2 separate regions of the Mus musculus genome follow, and region 2 is linked to region 1. A link is a contact called in public HiChIP or PLAC-seq data. All regions are on one chromosome and are shown on one strand. The core of a region is the stretch at or near the end of the contact, and the rest is flanking DNA. Distances in the headings are between cores, read along the strand shown.

What was found. HiChIP or PLAC-seq counts read pairs in DNA pulled down with a chosen protein or histone mark.
Region 2: a CTCF HiChIP or PLAC-seq map of the NIH/3T3 cell line shows a contact between it and region 1, with 14 read pairs. The contact joins the enhancer-like site here to the promoter of Arnt2 in region 1. A contact is called at or near these places in 1 of 39 promoter capture datasets (macrophages), 2 of 15 datasets of contacts at CTCF or cohesin (CD8 T cells and the NIH/3T3 cell line), 73 of 484 Hi-C or Micro-C datasets (CD4 T cells, CD8 T cells, the CH12 cell line and 38 more), 15 of 115 datasets of contacts at active chromatin or transcription factors (CD8 T cells, the NIH/3T3 cell line, astrocytes and 9 more) and 1 of 9 other capture datasets (adipose tissue).

Annotation. Positions count from the first base shown.
Region 1 is chr7:84,408,768-84,411,538 of GRCm38.p6, reverse strand. It overlaps Arnt2 (aryl hydrocarbon receptor nuclear translocator 2), which reads left to right and starts at 1,501. Exons shown (of 19, transcript NM_007488.3): 1 at 1,501-1,684. The coding sequence starts at 1,654.
Region 2 is chr7:84,354,389-84,357,255 of GRCm38.p6, reverse strand. It overlaps Arnt2 (aryl hydrocarbon receptor nuclear translocator 2), which reads left to right. Exons shown (of 19, transcript NM_007488.3): 3 at 2,689-2,736. Among named protein-coding and RNA genes, the nearest start is that of Gm30873, 19 kb to the right of the region's middle. Within about 2 kb of position 1,430, at least 26 of the 459 cell types and tissues checked have an H3K27ac peak or open chromatin away from gene starts, as enhancers often do. A contact at or near this core is called in CD8 T cells, the NIH/3T3 cell line, astrocytes and 4 more, where this site is marked.

The DNA of each region.
Region 1 (2,771 bases), core at 252-2,751:
TAATGAGATCCTCCATCTCAAACAAGAATATATGTGTGTATATGTGTAATGGATGCTTGAGAGTGTTGTATTTGGGGGACTATAGAAGAGAGACCGAGTCTCACTTGGTTTGTGGCTGGACATCAGGACCCTTCTACTTAGACACCTGCTGAGTTTCAAATTCCAACCTACATCTCTCCTCATTTCTGTCTGGGCCTCCCCTCCCCACCCACCCGCCACCCCTGCCCCTTAAGTAAATGCACAGTGTGTATTTTTTCCTTTGAAATGTCTTCCCTGTATTCTAGTCATTTCTTCAAAGGTGACTTTCAATGTCATCTTCTTTCTGTCCCTTTTGCTCAGCAGTGACCACATTTCAGGGGCTCTGTTTAAGCTTCAAAGAGCGGCTGCCCCAACTCAGGTGGTCTCTTGTGTCCTTCCTTCCAGCTCTCTCCTATCCAGGAAGCCCTGCAGCCCTGAAGGAGGTCAATCCTGTATGCTCAACACCCAGGTCTGTGCCGGGAATTCAGAATTTTCAGTGTTTGTCCAATTGATTTATTATTAGGGCAGTAGAGACAAACGCTTTTCCAAAGACAATGATGGTTTAAAAACATACTCCAATCATCATTTCCCTATCCTATTTCATGCATGCTTCTTTGGAAATAGTGTGGTATTTTTTGCAGATGTTATCAGTGTTAGAAGGCACAGTGCCTTTAATTCTGGCCTGGGGTGTGACCAGCCTTCCAATCTCACCTAATCAGGGCATCTACTGTGGAATATCACCTCCAGGAATCCCAGTGGCTGCCTGGAAAAACCACTCTTCAAGTATCCCGTGCTCTTATTTTACCAGCATACGCAGATGAAACCATTAGAAATCTTCTTAAAACCTCAGTATGGAGGTGTGAATAAGGCCCTCGAGAGGACTCTAATAAATGCTGACAGTGGCCATGTCCTCAAGAAGGCAGAGCTAGACACTGTCCTCAAAACCTCCCTGGCTTCTCTCCATTCCTGAGCCAAACTCTGTGCTGGAGCTGTGTGCCAGTGCCTTGGAGGGACGGTGGCCTTGGGCATTTCTGGGTGCCTCCCCTTAGGCCCTCTTCTGCAGCCCTAGCCAGGGTGCCCGGGAGCTCAGTGGCGCGGCCCTGGCATGCTAAGTGGTTGCACTGGGACGCCTTTGTTTCTTAGGCCGGTTGTCCTCTGCATCCAAATGGGTCCTTTGCTCACCCGCTCCTCCGCGAGGGGACAGCGCCTCTCGGCGATGTGTCCCTGATACCTGGGGACCCTACTAGGGCGGATAGGGAGTGCGCCGAGGCCTCTAACCTGGGCACCTGCGCGGACCCGAGGAGGGTCCCGCTGCCCGCTGCCCGCTGCCCCAAGTCTCGCGGTGCTACGGCTCGGACCCGGGAGCCGCGGGCCCGGCACCCCAGCCGCACCACAAAGGCTGAACCCGGAGGAGGCCCGGGAAAGGAGGAGCGCGGGTGCGCGCAGAGGAACGGGGAGCGCGCGGGGCGCGGGGAGCAGCGCGGGCAGGAGCGCGGGGCGCTCTGAGAGCGCGGGAGCGCGGGGAGCACCGCCCGCACCTTCCTTTGTGTGGCGCGGCCGCGGCGGCGCTGGCCCGCGCCGGGTCCCCGTCCCCGCCCCCGCCCCCGCCCGGCGCTCCGGTCCCTTCCCGGCAAGATGGCAACCCCGGCCGCCGTCAACCCTCCGGGTGAGTAGCGGCCCAGCCTCTGGCCGAGCCTGAGACGCGCAGCCCCGGGGTGGGGAGTGGCCGCTGCCCGGCAGCATCAGCACCGGCCGTGGCATCCTCGTTCTCGAATGGTGCTCAACCTGGTCCTGACGGCGCCCGCCGCTGCTGCGTGTAACTAGATGCTCGCCCGCGGGCTCCAGAGCCACAGGGGCCAGCGGATGCCAGGTGTCGCGCTGAGCGAGAGAAAAGTTTGAAGCGGGGATTCAACAGGGCAGAACTCCTGGGACTCTTTCGCCTATCGGCCCCGCCTCCCCCACGCTGGTCTTTGGCGGGGTTTACACCTGGCCAGTGTATATGTCCCAGTCCTTTCTGGACAGGAAAAGCCTAACTGGTAATAATGGCCTTCAGCAGCCCTATCCCTCTCCGATTGTCTGATGTCGCTGAAGGTACAGCCTGTGACCCTTGGACTTATGCCGTCAGATTAGAAAAAAAATGGAAGGAGTTCAGGAATGAGTGGGAGTGTTAGGCTCCTGTTGAAATGTGGCGGGGGAGCCCTATTGTCATTGGCAAAGTTCCCTGTCTATCATGCAAGGCTGAGAGGATAGACATGTGACTGCCTTCCCGCTCCCAAGTTTTAGGTTTTGTGTTGTATGCTTTGGTTCTGGAGAATCATAGGTCCCTGTAGATTGAGGCAGGGACGGTCAAATAGCTTAGACCCCGGGAAAGCTCAGTGGAAGAGGTCTTGTGTTGGGTGTGGCCCCAGATCAGGTGGAGTGAACTACCAGAGTGCTTATGAAAGAAGAATGTCTTCAGAGTAAGTTATGAGTGGAAGATCCCCTTTGTCCATGTTGGTCGGGGAAGGTTGAGGGGACTCTGGACACTTTAGCCTGAACTTGTAGAAGATACAGTTTGAAAACGCAGACACACAGACTGAGAGGCATTACAGGCATAAGTCATGAAGTCATGATGGCCATGCTCTAAGCATACACTGGAAGCCAGTGAGTAAGGTGTGAGAGGAAACAGAGGGACCTGACATTGAGTTGCATGGATGTGGCTAGGTCCAAAGGGCCATGGAAGACATGGACTGTGGCTTCCTCTTCCTACATCA
Region 2 (2,867 bases), core at 181-2,680, 54 kb after region 1:
TATGATTGTATACACACTTATAGGTGTTGGGTATAGCTTCTCTCCATGTTACACAGTATGATTGCACACGTTCTCAGGTAGGAGCCATAGTTTCTTGGTCTTTAATTTTTCATATACAAGTCATGACTCCAGGTTTCCAATGAACTCCAGTAGACTCAGGATCTAGACCACCCTTTTCTTTCACCTGATGCTGGCCTGATCCGAAGCTTGCCTAGCAGGGCTGGAACCCTTTACTACACCACTCAGTTCTTCCTATATCTATTCTGTAGGGTATTGAGTAAAGAAAACTCTGTCAAAATGAGGATGACAAACTATCCTGACTTGCTTGTGACTGTTTCAGCACCAAAGTCCTGGAGTCCAAGAAGACCTGCCCTTGGTCACTCCAAGCATCTCATTGATCTTTAGGCCTGGATTGAGGGCCAACTAGTCAGTTATGTTTTGTAGGAGTTTGCTTATTTATTATAATCCTATCAAAGGCCCTTGAGATGGCTCAGTGGTATGGGCACTTGCTGCCATGCCTAATGACCTAAGTTACATAACCATATCCACAGATAGAAGGAGAAAGCCTAATCTCTCACATGTCCTCTATCTCCACAGGCAAACGCAAGAGTGGAAGAGCTTGCTCTTTCTCGAGCGTGCTCTGCTCTCTCTCTCTCTCTCTCTCTCTCTCTCTCTCTCTCTCTCTCTCTCAATGTTACAGAAGCTGTGATATCAAATTGAACTGAATGGGATTTTAAAAATAACTGTGTATATTACACCTATTTACGGTTTTGATGAATCCAGGCACAAATCATTTGGAATTTTGAAAACGTAGGTAGTTTATGAAGGCAGAAAAGGTGATCTTTCCCTTTACAAGCACTAGGTGGCAGTGTGGCTCTGCAAAAATGCAACTGACCTCAGTTAAACATTTTTGGTGGTTATTTTCCACAGGCAATTTCCAGGAAGGTGAGATGATAGCTTAGTAATTATACAGGATATTAATGAGCTTTCTTTATTTAGAATTCCCACATTCAGCTCCATTTGTCCTGTAGACAGCTCTGGCCCAGGGCTGAACTTCCAAAGCCATGCTGTGGAGAGCGATACATGGTCATCTCGCGGGTGACATGCATGTGGTCTTCTGTCTTTTCCCTTCATCCTGTCCATCTCCGTTCCTCTTTGTACAGAGGAATTTCTTTCATCACAACTGCCATTTTTGTTGTGAGGACAGTTGGGTTTTGAGGACCAAGGATCTAAGTGGATGAGGGATCCCGTCAGGGAATTCTGGACATGTCAACTCAGGCTGCACTGCATATAATCCAGAGCAAAGACATGCAAAAGCTGTCCTCATTCCCTTCATTTTGCCGTATCTGATCCTAGTTCCTAGGTCCCTCGAGTTCTTGCTTAGCCACACATCTCACTGGGGCTCATCTTGAGGTATGTGGACAAGTATGCTCTTTATGTGTAACATGACTGCCTCCTGGTGGCCTGGGTGCCCCATGCATTTCCTGGGTCACTTATTCAATCCCTCAAAGACTAGGAAATGAAGTTCACCCTCCCTATGAGGGACCAGAAGGTGTGGCCTCTGTAACTGTGGTCTTCTGGCACATACTTCATTCTCTGCTTGTTTATTGTTTGAGCCGAATCTCACTGGGTATTCTCCATTCTCATAATAAACTGCTAAAACATGGAATTCCTCAGACCTCCAGTCAGGCAGCCAGCCTCTCTCCTGCTTGGATCATGAGACTATATCTCACCAAATCCTTCAGGCCTACTAAAAACAAGCAGGGTGATATAGGGTCTGCAGATGGATGCCACACTCAAGAGCCATGCTGACTGCTCATTTCCTACCGCAGAAACTCTGGGTGCACTTGATCATGGTTATGTTCCCCTCTGCCCTAACATCTTCCAACCTGTGTGTGCTGACATCAGAAGCACTTGGGCCTTTAAGAAGGATCATTTGGAGTGTTAGTTCAGTAAGAATTCACCAAAACATTGATATTAACAAGGGGAGGCCCAGCAGAGAAGAATCTCAAGAGTAATTCTGTGAGCTTCAACGAGCAGACAACCAGCTTCAGTGATTTTGGTATCAAAGGCCCATTTCCTCCTCAACAGCCTGTTTGATCCTGGGTGTAACAGGCTGGTTTTCTTGAAGGACCTTTGCCCTGAGGTTGGTAGAGACTCACCAAGTCACAAGCAGTATTCTCAGACAGCTTCACTGTCCCCTGATATTATGTCATCGCCCTTTGAACTTACTGTCTTCCAAATCCCTTGAGCAATATACCATAAAAGTAAGAAATTAAGTGCTGGTATAGAATACATGATGTGGATGGACCCACATACTCCAGGGATGATGGCAGACAAGAAACATTGATGCCTTCACACAACATGGCCTGAGTCATCCATTGGTGACCTGAGAAGCGTCAAAGGGGGACAAGTTGACACTTGAGTATTCCTATTTCTGACCAGAGAACTAATAGTGAGTGTACTGGAGACCTTTTGTTTGTAATTTTTTTCTCTTGAGACTCTGCGGATACTGTTTAGCATGGCCAAAGGTCGGAAGCATTGAGCAGCGATGTGATGGGGTGAAAATTGGAAGCATTGCATAGCGATGTGATGGGGTGAAGACTCCCCTGCGTTCACAGCTCATGTAACCAATTAGAGTCCTCTGAGAGTTATAACTAGTTCTTACCTGTGCCTTTGACTTTCCAGAATGGACTTCGATGACGAAGATGGTGAAGGTCCCAGTAAATTCTCAAGGTGAGTTTATTTTACCTTTCTTAAGCCAGTAGCCAGCAGTCACATGACTGTCATGAACAGGCACTTAGTGCCTTTTGTCACTGAGCAAGCCATTGCCTGATCTCTGGCCCTCTTGTGTACGTCTCATTTAA